2 separate regions of the Mus musculus genome follow, and region 1 is linked to region 2. A link is a contact called in public HiCAR-type data. All regions are on one chromosome and are shown on one strand. Each heading gives the region's core, a stretch centred on a gene start, on an enhancer-like site or on the middle of the called end of the contact. The rest is flanking DNA. Distances are from core to core; before and after follow the strand shown. Region 1 overlaps Nln (neurolysin (metallopeptidase M3 family)). Region 2 has its middle 24 kb from the start of Erbin.

Evidence for each region. HiCAR-type assays count read pairs that join an accessible place to other places.
Region 1: a HiCAR-type map of PVALB interneurons shows a contact between it and region 2, with 2.4 times the contacts expected there. The contact joins two enhancer-like sites. A contact is called at or near these places in 4 of 115 datasets of contacts at active chromatin or transcription factors (PVALB interneurons, bone marrow-derived macrophages, embryonic fibroblasts and 1 more) and 1 of 9 other capture datasets (liver).

What each region holds. Positions count from the first base shown.
Region 1 is chr13:104,022,458-104,028,480 of GRCm38.p6, reverse strand. It overlaps Nln (neurolysin (metallopeptidase M3 family)), which reads left to right. Exons shown (of 13, transcript NM_029447.2): 13 at 3,401-5,042. The coding sequence ends at 3,535. Among named protein-coding and RNA genes, the nearest start is that of Gm30967, 12 kb to the left of the region's middle. Within about 2 kb of position 3,005, at least 91 of the 459 cell types and tissues checked have an H3K27ac peak or open chromatin away from gene starts, as enhancers often do. A contact at or near this core is called in PVALB interneurons, where this site is marked.
Region 2 is chr13:103,941,249-103,947,068 of GRCm38.p6, reverse strand. No RefSeq gene overlaps it. Among named protein-coding and RNA genes, the nearest start is that of Erbin, 24 kb to the right of the region's middle. Within about 2 kb of position 2,773, at least 1 of the 459 cell types and tissues checked has an H3K27ac peak or open chromatin away from gene starts, as enhancers often do. A contact at or near this core is called in PVALB interneurons, where this site is marked.

The DNA of each region.
Region 1 (6,023 bases), core at 1,756-4,255, 81 kb before region 2:
TGGCAATGTCACCAACCATGCTTCTCAAGGTGCGCAGCACCTTTTTAAACTAAAAGTCGCTCAACTACTTTTCTTTCCTTAACAAAAAAAAAAAAAAAGCTAGGTCCGGTTACCAAAATGACTCTTAAACTCTTCTCAAAGCTTCAGTACAAGGGAAATGGAACTATTAAAAGAACATTGCTCTATAATTGAGGAAATTTAATCAACTTGTTTGGAGGCATAAGCAGAGGAAGACTTTGAGCTGTGCTGAGCCACATGTTCTGAGACTACACAGTGCCCCACTCTGACGTGGCTGCAGGCAGAGCTGGCCTGAGCCATCTCTTCACAGTGGTGAACACGCCAGTTTCCCGTGCTTCCTTTCCCTTCCCATGAAACTCCCTACTATAGCAGTTGGGGGAGAACTTTGTCAGATGTTGCATCTTGGTCAATGTCTTAATATGTTGTTCTTTTTCTGTAATATTTGAGGTATAAATGCCTTTTTTTTTTGAAGGCAGAGTTTCACTATGTAGCCTTGGCTGGCTTGGAGTTTGAAGAAATACTAATTATTGCCAAGTGTAAAGGGACACACACTTGTGATCTCACTGCTTGGCAGGCTGAGGCAGGAGGGAATCAGAGACGAAGTTACACTTTATAATTCCTGTCTCAAAAATAACAGTAACAACAATAATAATGGGCCATTGAGGATATAGCTCAGTTGAGTAAATGCTTGCCTCACATTCAGAGACCCCTGGATTTGATTTGTGTAGATCCCAGGGACTGAATAGCCCAGGCACAGAGGTTCTGTTTGTCACCTCATGACCCGTGATTGAGGTTGGGTCATAGATGTATGTGCCATTATCCTGTGTTCTATGCCCTTAGGATATGTTTGAAGTTTTCCTTAGTACAAGGCTTTAAATATTGCTGTAATTCTAGAAGTCTAACTTGCATTGTCTGTGCTATATAATACCATTGTTCCAGAGAGCACAGGCCTTCCTTGCTCCACACATTAATGCAAAACAGTGGTCAGACTGAAGCACATTCAATAGTGAGGGAGGGGGAAGGAAATGGAGGTGTGTTTGGACTAAGGAGCTCTGATAGCTTCTTAGAATGATGGAGCCTATGACAACAACAGCCAGTTGTATTTTAGAGTCTCAATTACTGTTGGAAGGGTGGTATTACTGCTGATCATGTAAGAAATTTTCTTTAAACGTGTTATTTTTTTCAACATATCAAAACAACACAGATTAAACCCAGCTCCAAATCCTCGTTGGCACAATTTCTAAGAAGTTCAGTAGCAGTGGCTTCAGGTTCTTAGGTTGCTTATAAATAAAGCAGCAAGATTGCTGTGCTCCTTCCCAGCACTGTATGAGCCCATTTCCACATCCTCCTAACCTCCGCTGTGCTCCAAGCCCTGTGTCTGTGCGTGCAGTCGCAAAACGGAGCGCAGGCGCGGGCTTGCTATCACTGTAAACACAGCAAACAGCAGAGCTCAGTGACACATACAAATTCTACAGGTTGAGTGGAGCAGTGGGAGTGCACACCTTTAGTCCCAGGCAGAGGTGGGCAGATCTCTGAGTTCAAGGCCAGCCAGGGCTATAGAGAGCACCCCTGTGTGGGGAGGATGAGAAGGGGGGAGATTACATGATGAAATGATAACATTGTGGTTACAATGGAGTTCAAGTGACGCCTCCCCAGTAGCATGGAGTACAGGTGCACACCACTGTGTCTTGGTTGAAGTGTTTAAACAAATATTTATGAATTTCATTAGACTGGAGAGGTATAGCTCAGTTAGTAGACGGAGAACTTGCCTGGCCTACACTTGCTCTGAGCTCAATCCCCAGTACAGTATGAACCAGGAATAGTGGCCTGTCATCCCAGCACCTAGGAGGCAAAGACAGAAGGGTCGGAAGACCACACTCATCCCTTGCATAGCAAGTCTGATGCCAACCTGAGACCCAAAGATACTAATTTCACTTTTAAATATTTTTTATATGTTGTTGATAGAGAAGTTAAATATGTATTTCATAATTGTATTGATCTTGCTGCCTGAGAATTTAAGCAAACACTAACTTTAATTGCTTACTCCTTACTAGAATTCAGATTATTAAATGTGAGCTTGCATCAGGGGTGAGCAGCTCACACTGGACTGCATGCAGCTGAGAATAGCTATGAATATGACAGCTTATAACAGAATCACCAACGTACCTAAAATGTTTTAAGATTTTTTGTGTGTGTGTTTTGTTTTGCAATTTTTTCCAGTTAATACCATTGCCTGGTACTTGGGTATAAACGTTCTAACTTTTGATTACATCTGTCTCAGCATCAAAAGAGTGGATGAATCAGCTAGATGATTTGTAAGTTTTAAGTGATTCCTGCCCATGCACAAAGACAACCCCAAAGTTTTATTTCATGGCTCTCGTAGGGTATTAGCTAGGTTTGCTGCTGTCCAACTTAGTGCATTTCACTCGTGCTTTATTTTACATAGTAGCTAAGTCTCTGATGGTCCAACAACAGCAGCTTGCTTTCAGTCCAAACTGAAACTACTTTAATCTCTGGCGATTCTCTAGCTCTTCCTGTACCCCAAAGGATTATCATTCCTATTGGTCAGATCACGTAATAAATATAAACGTGAGCAATATCCGTTTATTTTATATGCACATCTAGAATTAGGACTCCTTACCAGAGCAGTGGAAGGATCTGAGCTGTGCTTATGTGACGCTGAGCAGCAGCTGTTCTCTTTCAACATGTCTGCTCGGATGTTCATGTGAATAAAAACAGAGGAACTGTGGTTTGTTTTCAAATTCCAGACTTCCATCTCTCAAAACTTCTGTCCTTCCACTCCTGACCCCTCAGAATCACTTGTCACTTAGCCATCCACAAGAATGCTGCTTAGGTTTCTTTGTGGGGGGTTGTTTTGTTTTTTCGTGAGCCCCTTATAAAAATACCTGAAGGCATTTGACAGTAGCCGAGTTCCTGCTCCGAAGCACATGCAGCCCCATAGCCTTGGGAACACTTGCTCTGCTAGCCCTTCTGAATCACACTGGAACTGGGCTAACTGGCAGTAGCAAATTGTGTTCTGTTTGGCTGATTGGTGTCCCTGCCTGCCTTCATTGTCAGCTCACAGCTGAGAATCTAAGGACAGGAGACAATAATTAATATTCCACAGGGAATTCAGGCCTGAGGCTAAAGCTCCAAATCTCTTAACTACAGGAAGGAAGGAAGGAAGGAAGGAAGGAAGGAAGGAAGGAAGGAAGGAAGGAAGGAAGGAAGGAGCGAGCGAGCTGCTGCGTGAGCAGAACTGTCTAGACTCGAGTAGAGCTGAAGCCCCTTTCCTCGCCCTCACCTCTCTCTCCCTTGTGTCTGGGGATCTGGAGGATTGCTGGGCCCGTGAGTTATTAGGCATGATGTTTTCTTTTATTAGGTTGGAATGAAATACAGAAACCTAATCCTGAAGCCTGGGGGGTCCCTGGACGGCATGGACATGCTCCAGAATTTCTTGCAACGTGAGCCAAACCAGAAAGCATTCCTGATGAGTCGAGGCCTGAATGCTTCGTAAAGCAGGGACGCTGGGGGCTGTCCGTGGCTGGAGGACAAGCCAACACCGTCCGCCATGTGGTGCCGGCCTGGAGACTGAAGGCAGTTTTACAAAGGAAAACTTAGATTTCTATTCATTTGCTTTTGTTTCTTCATTTTAAAAATTATACAGATGTAAATGGAATTATAAATACTGTGACCTAAGAAAAGACCCACTAAAAATAATTGTACTATAAAGTTTCATAAAAACAGATTTGATTTCTTTTGATAAAAGTTTCATATGACTGTAATTTGATTTTTTTACTGTTATAATCCAGATAATATAATGTAAGAGGGCTAAGACATTTTAAATTGAATCACATACATGATATAATTTGATCTTTCTTATATCTTGAAGTTTTATACTTGAGATTCCTGGACTGATAAGTGAATCAGCATGTTCTCTCTGGTAAATATTTTCTCAGAGCCCTGTGTCAACCTTGACCCTCTGCCTCACAACTAAGTGACAGTTTGCCTGTGTGTGTCAAGGCCCGCAGGATACACTTCAATGCTGTTTGTCTTTTGTAGTGAGCTTTGTGATTCTCGGCTTCTGTCACACTTACTTACATAGCTCCACTTAGATTTGGGGTTCTTTCCCTTCTAAAATTTAATTTCTAAAGTTAATATTATTATTTAGATAATATTTTTAAATTTTGTTTCAACTGGCCTAGTATATAAGTTTTGTGTCTTGCACTAGAAGCTCAAATGTCAAGTCTTCGGTTGCAGTCACAGTGAGAGAAGCAGAGAACTTAGGCATCTTTTGGGTTCTCGACTTTTAGTATTTGCTATGTATTTGTTTCTGCTTGTTTTGCTTATATATATATATTTTTTTTATTTTGTTTGCTTGAGGCACCATCTCACCATGGAGCCAGATTCGCCTGGAACTCATGGTAATTCCCCTGCTTCGGCCTCCCAAGCCTTAGGGGCGCAGGTGTGAGCTGCCTCACTCAGCTCAGTTCTCACGTTTCTAATAAGACTCTGACCTTGCCTCCCTGAAAGTGGTAGGTCGGCCCTGTAGTCACAGTGTGTTGAAGTGCCAGGGGGAGAGATGACATCCACTGGAACTTAGCTTTGAAAACTCCAGAAAAGAGTGCGTTGGAGCAGAGCGTTTGCGAACAGCTGCTCCCAAGTGTTCCGTGGGCAACCGAGCTGTGGGAAAAGGCTGTCCAGCAGGCTGTTTCATATGGCGACTGTTAAGTGAACCTCCAGATCTCCAACTCCTTTTATTGGGACCTAAGTTTCCAGCTCAGAGTAGTGAGCTCACAGCATTATTTTAGCCTTGGGAGTCTACTCCAAACGGAAGCCAAGTAGGATAGAGAGGAGAAAATGTAAATGAGCTGTGATCGGACTTTCCACAGGGCTTTGAGTTGTTTCTCCACACATACCTGAGGAATGACTTTCCTGGCAGGAAACGAAATTAGAGCCTGTCTGTTCTTTAGACCCGGTGGACTTTGTGTTCAATAAAATATTATGTCGTGTAATAAAGTTATACAGAGTACCAAGAGCTGGTACACAGCAGGGAAGCCCTTTGTTTATGTAGTTTGATTTGATTTTTACAAGGCTGGGCATCAAACCTCCGGCTTCTTCACCCATGCTAGCAAGTGCTATGCTCTCCCAGCTGCTTTTATGGTGGTGGTAGAAACCTCTGGAAGCGTCTCACATCTGTCCCCACCCCCATTTTTGTTTCCTACTTTCAGACAAAAAAAAGGAGAAAAAGAAAGAAAAAAAAAAACTCTCTTCAGCTTTTTCTATTATTGCCCGGTTTGTCTCCTTCAAAAATAACTTCATCATAAATCTTACTTTACTTGGAAAAGCTAATAGCCAGTGTGTAAAAGACTGACTGCACACAATAAAGTGACATCATTGTCCGTGAGAATGAGCTCACAGTACTTTTGTCTTTTAATGTTAAAGGCACAGCGAATCAGCCGCGCAACCACCCCTCGTGTTGTGTTTATAGGTGGATGCCACCACCCTCTGCTTGGGCTTCTATTTGGTTGGATATTCCTGCATGTTCCATTTCCTCATAAGGAACAGGTTTGGTACCCCTGTTCCGCTGTGCTCGTCCTCTGTTCTCAAGCTTTCCACCGGCGATTTTCAGATACCCAGAGGCAGCTCTAAAGTGTTCTTCCCAAGGTACAATGTCTGCAGCGTTTGTCATCAGAGAAGCTGGATACCTAAGAAAGTTTTATAGAAAGTGCTCACTGTGCCCATCAAGGTACTTGGTGTCTCTGTTGACATACCTTTGTGCTTGAGAGATAGGACTGGATAACTTTGGCTAAGTGGATTCCTAGCTATTGAATAAAGAGGGGGAATAGCAAGTCCTTTGGCTAAAAGCAAGAAAATCCACTAAAAAATACTAACATATAAATAACAGCTGGAATAGTTATATATGAACATGTTATTAAAATTGAAAGATTCCTCTACTAAGACAAACATAAAACAAAATTAATCAAGTCCCATTGTCAGGTAGA
Region 2 (5,820 bases), core at 1,524-4,023:
AATAAAGCTTTGCCGCAGAAGATTCCGGTTTGTTGCGTTCTTCCTGGCCGGTCGCGAGAACGCGTGTAAGACACATGTCTTTCAATAGTGAGCTTTTAGTGGTTCCAAATTTCCCTTTGCTTTGAAAGTTCTTGAAATAACATTCTTCATTTTAAATGAGTTTATTATTACATTTTATTTAGGAGAATAACATCAATGATCTGCAGTCGTGTGAGCGGAATTCCAGCACAGCTCTTCCACAATGTGAACCCTCAGCATCTGAAAGGTTGGCTCAGGTGGCTCAAAGGAACATACTCCTATTGACTGTCTATCTGTGAATGAGACCAGGTGTTGTTCAGAATGTAAAATCTTACTGGTATGTAAAGGAGTAGAGTGGATCCAGGATCTTTACAGGCGCTGTAAACAAAACCAGAAGATGCTACAAGGCCGAAATCCTTCCAACATCCAACTAGAAGAGTGGTTCTGAAAATCAGTCTACCGCAGACTACTAACGTATTTCTTTAAGCTTCCACACTGAGGAAAATGATGGGGAATGCCTCTTAAACATGAGCAGAACCCAAAGCCCCATCTTCTCCTTCAGACTCTGAAGTGGAGGCTAGGAAGATAATTGGGTGACTTTTTCTCCAGCATTTCCAGAAAGCTGTTGACTTCACCTTGGAAAACTGTTTTCAAAAAGCATCATTAATTACATCCTCATGTTGACTTTGTCTCTAACCAACCTAGAGTAAAAGGAGATAGCTAATATTATTTCATAAGACTGGAAAATTAATAATAATGAGAGTAATTTGCACAAGAGCTCTATTAATCAGACTTTTAAAAAAGATAGCAGAAACTCAAAGTTGAAATGTAGATAGTGTATAAAAAAGTCCACATATGGCAACATAGAGCTGGTGTATTCAAACTCTTGAAGGCACGGTGGTGAGGGACCGTGATCTGGTGTCAAACAGACATCCAATCAAACCCCGAATCACCCCCTCATTAGTTACGTGGTCTTTGCCCAACTACATAAACTTTCTTAGTCTCAGCTATTTTCATATTCAAAAAGAAAAAAGAAAAATAATGGGATTTACCTTTTAGAAATACTAAGTGATATGTAAATGCTTATTCAGATTCTCAATAAATATAAATATTTATTCTTTTTATTTACCTATTATTTTTTTGGCTTCAGAGAAGAAACCCTGGGCTTTACATATGCTAAGTTATATGTATTTGTATTATTTATCAAGCAAGGAAAAAGAGTTTGGATATTTGGCCAAAGGATATAAGTGAACATGGCAAGATCGTGGCACTGAATACATTTCATTTAACAGTCAGGTTGGTCCGTACTAAGAATACTTACCACCTTGTGTTAGTTTTCCACCACTATGATGAAACACTTCAGATAAATGAAGGTTATAAGAGAAAAAGTTTCCCTTGGCTTACAGGGTTGGAGGTCTCAGCCCTTGGCTGGTTGGCCCATTGTTTTGGGGTCTATAGCAAAACATCATGATGAGCAGGTGTAACAGAAGGTGCAACTCAGGGCAGCCAGGAAGCCACAAAGACAAGAGCAGGAGTTTCAATATTCCCTTCAAGGGTATACCTCCAATGATCCAACTTTTCGCACTAGGCCCACCTCTTAAAGTTTCAACTATTTCCCAATAGGACCACAAGCTTGCCACCAAGCCTTCAGCATAGGAGCTTTGAGGGGCACTATTCCAACCTATAGTACTTCCATGTTTCTTATTCTTGACTCGGTAAAGTACATACACTCATTATGACTGTAACCGTTTTAACTGTATTTCAGTAAGTACATATACTATGTTGTAAAAACAAAAAACAAACAAACAAACAAAAAACAAACAAGACTACAATGTGCTTTTGCCATAACTATTTTTCATCCCAAACAAAATTTCTGTATCTATTAAATAATAAAAATTTGGATTCGTGTTATTTTAACAGGATCTTCCTCCTCTTCCTTCTCACCTTCCCCTCCAATTCTTCCTCCTCCTCTTCTTCCTCTTCTTCTTCCTCCTCCCTTCTCGTTCTCACCACGGAACACAGGTCTTGAGCTTCGGAAGCTCTGCTCCAGCCTTCATCTCCCTAACATTTACTGGTTTTTAGTGATGAGGATGTGGAGGGGGATGTGAGTGCAGGGACCTATGGAAGAGAGGAGAGGCTGGCTGTTGGAGCCCATGGAGCTGGAGGTAGATTTGGTGGTGAACCCCTTGCTATGGGTTCAAGGAACTCAACTTGGATCCTCTGCAAGAACAGAGCACTCTTACTGCCTGAGCCATCTCTCCAGCCCCCTATTTCATATTTTTACATAAGAGGAAGCATATTTGTATCTTCAGATCATCACATAGAAAATACACATAACAATAGAAATTAAAGAACCTAGACAATTAGCATCAATATTTTAGTATATAATTGTGACTAACTATCCCCTTATAAACACATACGTATATATAATGATAAATCTAGTAAAAGTGTATGTTCTCCATGTACATGTGCATCGTTATTAATTTTCTTTACTAACCATTAAAAGTTCTCTATTGGGTGAGCATACTTCAGTAAAGTTGATAAAAGGCCATGGAGAACAATCAGAAAACAGCTGCTCGGGTTTAAGATGGCTTTGCCGGGGAAGCCCTGAGGAGAGAAAAAACACCAACACTGGTTTTTACTTAGACCATCTTATCTGAATGCTCATTCTTCGTCCACCTGCAACTGTCAAGCGCCCAGCCCCACCCATTGCCTGAAGTGTCTCCCTAGCTCCTAGGCTGCTGTTTTAAAAGCTACAGCATTCCCTTATATAAAGTGCGAATAAATCATGCCAAAGCTTTTTCGGGAAAACTAATGAAGCTTGAAATCCAATCTGTTTAAAAATATTTCTGAAGATTAAGCAAAACACACCAGATTTTTTTGAGTCTGGAGTGTGTTCTTGGCCTCAAAGAAACTTCGGATGTTCTTTTGAAATCTTAAAAATCCTTAAACACGTTGTTTGACACTGTAATTCATTTGTAGTGAAAATTATGTGTACTTCCTCCTCGTCTTAAAGTGAATTAGGTAACACCTATACCTATTCAAAGAATTAAAGTCTATATATCAAACTACAGGTCTATGTACCAGTGAGAAAGCTCAGCAGGTGAAGACGCTAACCACTGACAGTCGCTACCTACCTTCCGTCCCAGAACTCTCATGGTGGAAGGAGAGAAGGACTTATCCAGTGAGTGCACATGTGCCCTGCTCATAAATAAAAACATTTAAAAAAATTAAAACTCAAGTTTTCTAAAACATGTCACATAAACAGCGAGTTCAATATAGATTATAATTACTTTATTAAATAATTAATTTTCCTTGGCACTATGATATAACTTAACTATAAAGCTACAGTATAGCATTTTAGGCCCTTCCAGACCTTAGATTCAGTGCTTTTGCTTTTTCTATGGAGCAAACTTTAATTACCTAGAGATCTTTATGGAACTGAAATGAAAAGCCAGATATTTTGGTTTAATTGGCTTAAGGATCCTATGTTACAAATTAGCCAATTGTGATATAGTTTAGGGCAAAACATTTAGAGGTTCAAAGGCTGCTGGTTAAAGTCAATGGTACTTTTTATGTCACAGGTAAAATAATGAAAACTGGCTGCGTGTGGTGGTACAGTCCTTTAATCCCAGCTCGGGAGGCAGAGGCAGGTGGGTCTCTATGAGTTCAAGGCCAGCCTCGTCTACAGAGTGAGTTCCAGGGTGGCCAGAGTTGTTACACAAAGAAAACCCTATCTCAAAAAACCAAATCATAAATAAATAAAAAAAATAAAAACAAAACCCTAAAAATTGCAAACAGATGAATCTGGCATGATACTAAAGCTGCCTCTTTACAGTTGCTACAACATGGCTTAGAAATCATGTCTGGTAAGAAAACAAGAATAGGCTGCTGCTGCTGCTGCTTCTTCTTCTTCTTCTTCTTCTTCTTCTTCTTCTTCTTCTTCTTCTTCTTCTTCTTCTTCTTCTTCTTCCTCTTCCTCTTCCTCTTCCTCGTCCTCCTCCTCCTCCTCCTCCTCTTCCTCCTTCTTCTTCTTCTTGATGAATATTGCACCTGTTTTCTTTATTACATTCTTTGTGGATACTCGTTGGCAAAATAGAAGTCCTTCCAGAAATCATGGAACCGAGTGAGAAATCCTGTTCTGCCCAGGAGTCCCATTGATGCCCCTGGGAATTCTGAGAATGGAACAAACGCTGGACTTGACCCTGTAGTGTTTAAACTGCAACTCTGATTGCTCCCGGCTGCACAGTCCGGCTTCACACGGAAAGGGCCTGTGGTCTGTGCAGGGATTAGACTGCAGGATAACAGGCTAGTTTTTCCGCTTCTTTTTGAGCAACAGCTGAGACACATAATGCCTTCTTCAGGGCTATTTTGTATCTTTAAGCACACAGACCTTAAATGGAGTGATGCAAGAAAGTAAAAAGTAGAGGCAATGAATGGAGGTTGACTTTAGTGATGCTTTTCAACCATCTTCTCCTCCAGTGGCTGTGAACCAGCCTAAATATGTGGAAGGAAAGATGGCGGACAAAGACATCAGTTTTGAAAGTAACTATCAACCGACCCTCGCTCATGATACATTGCACGAGTGTGGGAAATGGCTACTAGGGACATTCCAGCACAGTGATAGTGGGTTTAATAAGGTGAAATTATTAAATAAAGTTGAGATGAAAAAAAATCTTAAAAAAAAAAAAAAAGCTGGCTGGCACGGCTCAGTGGCTAAAGGAACCTGCTCCACAAGCCCAGTGCCCCGTGTTTGCTGCATGGAATCCACAATAAAGGTGGATGGAGAGCACTGACTCCACAAAGCTGTCCTTTGACCGCCACTTGTACACTGTGGCCCGTGCATCTCTCCTCCTCTGTATATCAGGCACACACAACATTAACAAGAGGAAACACAAGTCTTTATTTCAAGATGAGCATGGCGGCTGAGCATGGCGGCTGAGCATGGCGGCTGAGCATGGCGGTTGAGCATGGCGGCTGTGTGTGCAATCCCAGGACTTCTGAAACTGCGGTGGGAAGAGTGCCATGAATTTGAAACCAGACTTTTCCTGTCACAGTTCCAGGCTGGTCTAGGGCTGTGGTGAGCCACTACCACAAAAGAACAAAAGCAAAACCAGACAAACACAATAAATAGGTAAACAACAGCAAGAGCAAGTTGGCATGAGAGTGTGTTGAGGGCGGGGGATCTAGTCTTAGCTATGAACTACAACACTTAGCAATTGCTACAGTTCAAGACAAACATTATGTTCAGAGAGAAGACCATGAATCACTGACTACACAGATTCACTGGGATACTTGAATAACACTGTTATTAAGGTCGTAGCTTTAACTGTTTTGGGTGGAATGTTTCTGTATACATCCTTTTGTATACTTCATAAACTGCCTATTTACTGCAATGCATAAATAAGTATTGCCTTTATATGAGAAAGAGAGAAAGAAAGAAAAAAAGAAGGAGAGAAAGAAAGAAAGAGGAAGAAAGAAAGGAAGGAAGGAAGGAAGGAAGGAAGAGACAGGAAGGAAGGAAGGAAGGAAGGAAGGAAGAAAGAAAGAAAGAAAGAAAGAAAGAAAGAAAGAAAGAAAGAAAGAAAGGAAGGAACGAAGGGTGGACGGGGCCAGTTTTTGTTTAGAGGAGACATAAGAGAAAGAGAAAGATATAGGATATATTTGAAAATAAAATTGAAACTCCTTTGCTTTAATTTAATAGATTATTAATTGTGCCAACAAACAAACAAACAAACAAAACAAAAACACTAAAACCAATGCTTTAGAAGTGAGGTGCTTGCTTATTTGTAGAAGAAGACA